Linked DNA regions of Zea mays: regions 2 and 3 are each linked to region 1. A link is a contact called in public Hi-C data. All regions are on one chromosome and are shown on one strand. The core of a region is the stretch at or near the end of the contact, and the rest is flanking DNA. Distances in the headings are between cores, read along the strand shown.

Evidence for each region. Hi-C and Micro-C count contacts between places; a contact is called where the count stands out from the background.
Region 2: a contact with region 1 is called in a Hi-C map of ear, with 5 times the contacts expected there. The contact joins the enhancer-like site here to the promoter of LOC100191719 in region 1. A contact is called at or near these places in 2 of 25 Hi-C or Micro-C datasets (ear and tassel).
Region 3: a Hi-C map of ear shows a contact between it and region 1, with 7 times the contacts expected there. The contact joins the promoter of LOC100282295 here to the promoter of LOC100191719 in region 1. A contact is called at or near these places in 2 of 25 Hi-C or Micro-C datasets (bundle sheath and ear).

The regions. Positions count from the first base shown.
Region 1 is chr8:36,787,533-36,790,232 of Zm-B73-REFERENCE-NAM-5.0, reverse strand. LOC100191719 (putative RING/U-box superfamily protein) reads right to left here and starts at 1,348. Exons shown (of 1, transcript NM_001137148.1): 1 at 1-1,348. The coding sequence starts at 982.
Region 2 is chr8:36,106,184-36,108,883 of Zm-B73-REFERENCE-NAM-5.0, reverse strand. No RefSeq gene overlaps it. Among protein-coding and RNA genes, the nearest start is that of LOC100285091, 150 kb to the right of the region's middle. Within about 2 kb of position 1,368, at least 2 of the 20 cell types and tissues checked have an H3K27ac peak or open chromatin away from gene starts, as enhancers often do. A contact at or near this core is called in ear, where this site is marked.
Region 3 is chr8:37,488,439-37,491,138 of Zm-B73-REFERENCE-NAM-5.0, reverse strand. It overlaps LOC100282295, which reads right to left and starts at 1,347. Exons shown (of 3, transcript NM_001368947.1): 1 at 1,048-1,347; 2 at 831-945. The coding sequence starts at 1,288. LOC111590055 (small nucleolar RNA snoR128) reads right to left here and starts at 117; the gene lies at 18-117. It also overlaps a transcript of LOC100194015 not described here.

The DNA of each region.
Region 1 (2,700 bases), core at 99-2,598:
CCCTTCTGTTTGCTCGTGGCCTAGGTGGGAAGTCAGGGTTGGTGGAATTCCCTTCTTCACCGCCTCTTCCATATATCGGAGTGACATTCAGTTCTAGCACCTCACCCTTGCATACAGGGCACTCAGAGTGGGGTGAATGTGCATGAAGCCACTGGTACAAGCATGGCCAACAGAAGAGGTGACCGCAGGGTGTAACCACAGGCTGTTTAGCTGGGTCAAGACAGATATTGCACTCAAAGCTGGAGTTGCAGTCACAGGACTCATCCTTCTTAGCAGAACCGTTTCCACACAAGTTGTTGTCATCTAGTTTTTGCCGCCTTGTTGCTTCTAAAGAGTTATGAGTGCGCTGGATTGCCCAGACAAGCCTATCCGCATCTGTACTAGCTGCCCCTTGACTGCGGTTCACTGATGCTGGCCTCACAATTCTATGCTGCTGGCTAATCTGTATCACCCTCTGAAAGCGGAGTTCAGGAGTCCTGGCCTCAATTGCAGCAGCCCTTTGAATGGACTGCTGAAGTATACTTGTGTTCACCGTCTCCATTCCACCAGCAACAACCATCTGGCTAGGGCGCACAAACCTTACTAGAGGAAGATCATCATCCCCTTCCAATCCTGTGGCAGCTACCACAAGCTGCGACCTAGAGACATTGGCACCATCCACTGGCCCCGGCTCAGGAGCATCAGTGTCCTCTTCACCATCGGTCCTGTTGCCGTCGAGCCAGGAATAAACTATGGGATCAAGCATTGGGTGCTCCTCCGGGGTGGAAAGTGCATTCGACGGAGAATAGGCTGCCGCCCCCAGGGCCAACGATTCCTCAGGCTCACCAGTTATTGAGGATTCTGGCGCAGCACCGGTCAAGTTGGGCATCAACGTCGGGTCCAGCCAGACTGGAGGCCGCGGCAATGGAGGGAGGCCGAGATACAGGTTTAGATCCATGTGCCTCCTGGTTCCGCTGCCCTCCGCAGCCTCCTCGCCCGCCATGCTCGCGCAGCCGCAACACCCGCTTGCTCTCCGCCGATTAATCAGACGGAATACAATCTCCTACGCCTGCGCGTAGGGATCTGCGTCGGATCAAAAGGGTCAACAAAATCGAATCTTTAAGATGAACATGCATAGACATCAGGGAATTTCGCGGCGCAGGGCGCGACCCACCAGGATCTTGAAGGAGGACCGTTGTTTTCTCAGGCTCCTCAACCGCCGTCTACGCGTGGCGCTCGCCCCGAGGCCCGCCCGATCCTCTCCGCCTCACGGCCGGAGGGCGCGCTGGGCTGGGCGGCGGGCGTTGGGTCTACGACCGGCGCGGCGGCGCGGCTGGGGCCGGGCTGGAGGGAGGAGTGGGCGCTCCAGCCGGCCCTGCTAAAGAACGAGACGAGAGAGAGGGATGGACGTGAGAGAGAACTCGGGAGCAAAACGGGAACTCATGTCATTTTTATCCTTGAAGGGATGGTTTGTGTCTCGAGATTTAAAGGGATCCATTAGAAAAGAAATCTTTTAGGCCTTGTTCGTTTCTGTCGGATTGGTGGGTCGGAACGATTCCTGACCGGATTGCTTCTCTAATTTATATAAACTTTGATTAGCTGGAACGATTCCGGGTGCAATCCGACAGAAACGAACAAGACATTAGGTGATGTTCGTTTTCTCTTAATCCATTGGATTTAAGGGGATTGGATGAATTTCAATCCATAGTAAGTCAAAATCTCTACTAATTTTTTTAATCATATTCAATCCATGTGATATAGGAATAACCGAACAAACCCTTAGGGTTGATTTGATGCTAAGGGATCCCAAGGGGATCCATGGGGAGGAATCCCCTTGTTATTCAAAATTGAATTGCAAGGGGATTTTTCTCCCATGAATCCCCTTGGGATCCCTTACCACTAAGGGCTTGTTCGGTTATTTTCAATCCATATGGATTGGAGGGGATTGATATGGATTGGAGAAGATTTTGACTTACTAGGGATTAAAACCCCCTTAATCCCCCTCAATCCATATGGATTGGGGTAGAACCGAACAAGCCTTAAATCAGCCCTCAGAGATTTCCTCTCCAATTGATCTCTCCAAATCACTTGCTATCTCGTGCAAGGGGATCCAACGGGGGTGTGTAGTGATATAAACAGGGTTCTCGCACGAGATGGCAAAAGCTCTGTTAATCTAGCCTCTCAAGGGCACTGTGTGGAGGTATTTATAGGTATCTGAGTGCCCAGCGTCCTGTGTTAAGGACGTATGTGCCCTCAGACACCTAGGTTATCCCCGGAATATTCCCATAAAGCGGGGTTACAGACCGTAATTACAGAGATGCCTTTACAAATTAGACCCGTAATGCGCAGCGGCCATGCAGGGCCTGTTACAATGGGCCGGATCACACGTGGGCCTCCATGCTGGACGAGGTCGCAAGATGAGACGACCTTGTCACAGGTCTTCGTCCGGTGACGTATGGGACGAAGGGTGAGCCTGCCCGTTGTCTTGTCTCCGTTGGTCCAGCGATTACGGCGAAGGCATCGAGCGAAGGGTGGCGTCTTTGCCTTCGCCCCAACATTCGTGTACAGAGTATGCTATTGAGCAAAGCTTTGAGGATGCAACAGGATTTAGAAGACAAAAAGCACGAGGTTATAATTGAAAACTTAGAAAACAAAATAAAAGATCAAACAACTGCTTTTGAGAAAAAAAGTTCGAACTCCAAACAACTGAAGGTTTACTAG
Region 2 (2,700 bases), core at 119-2,618, 680 kb after region 1:
TGCATTTGGTGGGGACCCGCCAGAATGCATGTTCCTGATGGAGGGACGACATACAATCGCATACATATTTTTATGTCAGTTTGTATTCATATCTATGCCAACATCAAGAGGTTTGCAACAACTTTCAGGTTGGATCAGTATTTTACGCTCATAACTTCACGTTTTTACGCTTAAAATTGAAGGTTTTACGCTCGAAGATGGAGATGCGTCCAACAGTGAACCATATGCCAGATTTTTACGTAGTGTACCACATTGCTTAAATATCTACACCGTGTAGCATAAATAGTATTAATATATATATAATAAACTGGTTCTAACGAACCTAATTGCATGCTTGTTTAAGCGATCCTATATTTATGAAGAAAATAAAGCATTTAAATAAGATCCTTTTTCCATGCATGACAATCTATTTTCTTTCATCGCACAATTCGGCCATCCTAAATTTATGTGCATGCAGCAGGAAAGAAATTTTTACCCAGTGTACCGAATTGCATATATACATACACCATGTAGCATAATTAGTATAAGTATATGTCATAAACTAGTTCTAATGAGCTTAGCTGCATAGCTGTAGAAGCGATCATATATTTATGGAGCCATCCAATTTTTGCGCGAATGCAGTGGAAACGAAAATGTCATCCAAAATTTGCGCACATGCAATGGAAACTCCCACAAGCTCCCATAATTATCGGATCTACCATAAAAATAGGATTTGCATGTATGCATCTGCGCGCGTGGACGTGGTTCAGTGGCTGGGCGGGGATTTATGCTATCTCTATGAAATATTTACGATATTTTTGTGAACTATTTACACTATTTGGGCAAAAAACATAACACAATTTTTGTCGTGCGTCCCACGCGGGGGTGGGTGTTGGACCGGAGGACATAATTCCTTATAAATCCCACGCATGCAGTCAGTTGCAACCTACGTAAAAAACACCCACTAATTGCGTGCATGCACGTCCAGATCGTGCGCGTGGGTGACGTCGAGACCACACCTATCATGGACGTGGGGGCACGGGCGGTCGGGCTAGCATAAGGAGGGTGGCATGGGCGGTCGGCCTGGTACGGGAGACTGGCTGACCCGGGCTTCTTGATACCTATTGGAAGCCTAGGGCTCCCAATATCCCCTCTCTCTATATAAAGTTTCTATTTAGATGTGGTGAGTGCAATATTACTGAATGACTATTACTGATGATCCATATCATCTACTTAGTAACTATTACCATGTTATTTCTGACTATTACTGAGTGACTATTACCTCTGTTGTTGTCTGACACCCATTTGTTTCTTGCTCCTTTGTATCTGTTACGTGCCCTAAGTCTGCTGGTGATTGAGCAACATCTGTTTGTCCTACCTCTGCATGAGGTGTGTGTGCTCCAGCTGAGTAGGCATCTAGTGTGCCCACTTATGCTGGTGCCTTCTCTACTTGCACCAATCATTGTGCACTACCATCGGTCTCTCGATTCATGGCGGGTTCAGTCAACTCAACAAAAACATCTATGGTACCCTGATCCATGGGAGGTCCCTCCTTTGTTGGTGCCTATACACTTTCATGTTGTTGGACATCAATGCCTCCTCCTGTCTGTACGACGTGTTCTGGTAGTGGCTCTGCTACAACAAATTCAATAGGTTCACCTGTGGTAGCCTGTTCCGTTTGAGCTTCCTCCTCTAGTGATGCAGGAGCACTGTCATATTGCTGGAGGTTTGTGCATCCTTCAGTGGTTCGCAACCTTCTGGGGGTGGCGACTGATCTACTTCTTGTGGAGGTGGCGTTTGTGCCTCCGACCTAGGTGAGTGGTATTTTTGGCTCGGTCTGTATCAGATAATCTAGACGGTTGCCTTCTATCTGTAGTCGTTGTTGGTCTCATGCCCCTATTTGTAGCAGCCTTTCGACAAATTTTACCACGAGTTCCTCTAATAAATCTGGTCAAAACACCACGCGCAACACATACAATAGCAGGTTGTGGTGCCCTAACATCAATAAGCCCAGGATCACGGCTGGTAGAGTATATTGTCTTCTCAACATCCCTAAACTATTAATTTGCACGAAATAAACAATATAAGAAAAGCTTGTATAAAAACACACTATGAAAAAAGCAATCGTGAAAAACTGAAAAAATACAATTACTGCCACTACTGACTATTACTCATACTATGAAACTTGATGCATAGCTGTTCAAAATACCACTACTAACTAATATTGAGAGTAGGTAGTGAGTATTACTGTCACTACTAAAATATTACTAAGACTAGGTAGTAAGTATTACTACACTGCTAACTATTATTGAGACTATAAAACTAGATATATAATTAGTCAGAGCACCACTACTAACTATTACTGAGAGTAGGTAGTGAGTATTACTGCCACTACTAACTATTACTGAGACTATAAAAACTTAATGCATAATTATTTGGAATAATATTAACTATTACTGAGAGTAAGTAGTGAGTATTACTACCACAGTAGAAATATTTTATAAGACTAGGTAGCAAGTGTTACTGTCATGGCTAACTATTACTGAGACTATAAAACTTGAAACACAATTATTCAGATCACTACTGCTAGCTATTACTGAGACTAGGTAGGGAGTATTACAGCCACTATTAACTATTATTAAAACTATAAAACTTGATACATAATTGTTCAGAATACCACCAAAAACTATTACTGAATCTAGGTAGTGAGTATCACTGCCA
Region 3 (2,700 bases), core at 98-2,597, 700 kb before region 1:
GAATCAAAGTTGTGCAGTTGCTCAGGTAACCGCTCAGGAGGAAATAATGAAAGAATATTTCCCAGGTTCATACAGCAGTAATCTGCTCTCAGAAGGTATTACGTCTCATCATAGCAACAGCCTAAACCTCAGCAGGAGAACGCTTGATATTAAGATTAAGTTCAACTTCAATGTAAACTCCATGTAACTCTAGTAAAATAATAGACTGATCAACTGGACCAACATGAACAAAAACATTATGAATATCATCTGTACAAAGACAAGAAAAATAACAGCTGCAAGAATTCATACACACCGCAGCAGCAAACGGGGACTAAATGTGTTTTCAAATCACAAGTAGAAACAAATTCCAGCAGGGTAATGACAAGCTCACAACCCTTCAAGACTTGAGAGAAAATTAAGTGGCCTTGGATATAAAAAAAAAGGCTATGCACCAAATCCTTTTGATAACTAGTTACAATAGGTTTATAAAACCAGGACGTCCCATTACCACACTACCGCAAGAGACTTTCACAAATGGCTTAGATATCTTTCATCCTAGCTAACAGGATTTGCTAGTACCGCGAGCATGAGCCACTACTAGTACGGCACTAGAAAACCAGGCAAAAACAATTAGCATGTAGGAACCAAGTTCAGCGACTAGAACAGACCATACAAAAATTTCGCATCCAGGAACTAACTTCACAACCTAAGATAGATTTCACCTATCCGGAACAACCAATGAAGTCGGCAGCTACATGATTCCGGTATCAACCAATGACCACTCTGACGCATCTGCACAATCAACCGAACGGGACGACGGAAGAGGGACATCAAGTAAATCATCTTACCCCCTTGGTGGAGGTCTGCCGGTGGCGCTTGGGCTTCTTGATGCCGTTCTTGTGCGCCTTGTACGACTGGTTGTGCGCCGTGTGGTTCTTCGACTTGGCCATCTCTTCCGGATCCCTGCAAACAAAAGGCGACTCAGAGTAAGGGGGAGGTGGATTGACGGTGAAGACGAACAACACATCTAGTAGGAACAGATCGAGCGGAGTGCCGGAGAGTTACCGAAGCGAGGATCGCGAGCAACGAATTGTCCGGTGGCGCTTAGGGTTTTTGTGATTGGCGAGAAGAGCAGGATTATGTACGGGCGTATGCTAAATGACCTTGTTGACCTCGGTGCCTTCCCGCATTTCGATCGTGAGATGATGACGGGTTTGCACGAATCGCCAAGCTGAGGATTACAATTATGGGCCTTTAGAGTACGTAGATGGCCCAATGAACTCATGAAATAGGGTAGCTTTTTCATTTATATATTTAAAAATATTTGAAATTTCAGAATATTATCGGCATTCACGACTTGACAGAAATGAGTGTTTACCGTCCGGTGGAGGTTTCATCCCTGCCACTCGGTGGGTGCCAGGGTGTGGTAGCTCCCCTGTTGACAAGGTGGTGGGGCAACAGGTGCCTGTCAGTGGTGGCAGCGTGTCTTCCTCTGACCAGAGTTTCGTTGATCCATGACTTTGATCATGTTGTTTTTTCTTTATTTTCATATTCTTGCTTATTTTTGTGTTCAAGTTGTATAATGTCATTCCCAAACTTCACAAGTCTTAATGATATACATTTTTAGAGAGAGAATATGCTGCAACTTGACCCTTTTGAGACTAATAATTTGCTTGAGTTCATCATGTTTAGTCTCAAAGGTGAATTAGAAGGGAAAATATGAATTTGGACAAAGGAAGATGCTTCCACTCCATAAACGACATCAAGGTTCCTTGTTTCAGATTCCCTTGGGTTCTCATTGCTACTTGCTTTGATTTGCTTTTTTGTGAGGCAACGGGGTTAGACCTTAGTTTCTCTATTTGGTGCTTAATACCAAAGGGGGAGAAAAATTAGAGGCTAAAGCAACTAGATCAACCACCATTTGAGTTTTAAAAATATTTTTGAGATTTAAACTTGTCTTTTGATTCAAAACCCTCTTGATATCAAAGAGATGTCCTCTTATTGTGAAAATTATTCTCTTATGGGGGAGAAACTTGTTGTCGGATATCATAATTAGGGGTACCCAGATTATGTCCCTAAAGCATACCTCACACCTGAGTACCAGAGAATCATAAGCCTCGAGCCCGGCCTCGGCCAAAGATCTCAGGACCACAAAGCATGCACATTAAATGTGACTGATACAAATACCTGCTCCGCCAATGACGCTGCAATCAACGAAGGACGACGAAACTGCAGCCAAATCTACTTTCACCGCCCACGATGACGCACGTCGCGAATACCGCGCATTGTTCCCACGCTCCGGTCACTATTTTCAAAAACTCCGGATAAGACATACGACGACTAGAAACAGTCTCAACCTCGCTCGAAGTCGGCCTCGATAGGAAACTCCGCCTCGCCCAAGCTCAGTCTCGGCCAACTGTCCTGGCAGTGGCACATTAAATGCCACCAACTCCCCGCGAATCCCACATGAGGCCACTCCGACTATTGTTGTGACCACTCCCAGCATGGCTACGTGCCCATGTGCAGACCCGACCTCGGTCTCAGGAGAAGTCTCCATCTCGCCCGAGTATGCCCTCGGCCAGCAAGCATCAACAGAAGAACATACGACGCCGTCAATCCTCCCGCAAAAACCGCTGGCTACAGAAACCATAAGGATGGTGTCAAGTATGCTTTAAACCATTTCACATGACACACGAGCCGGATTACCAGGCACTTTTC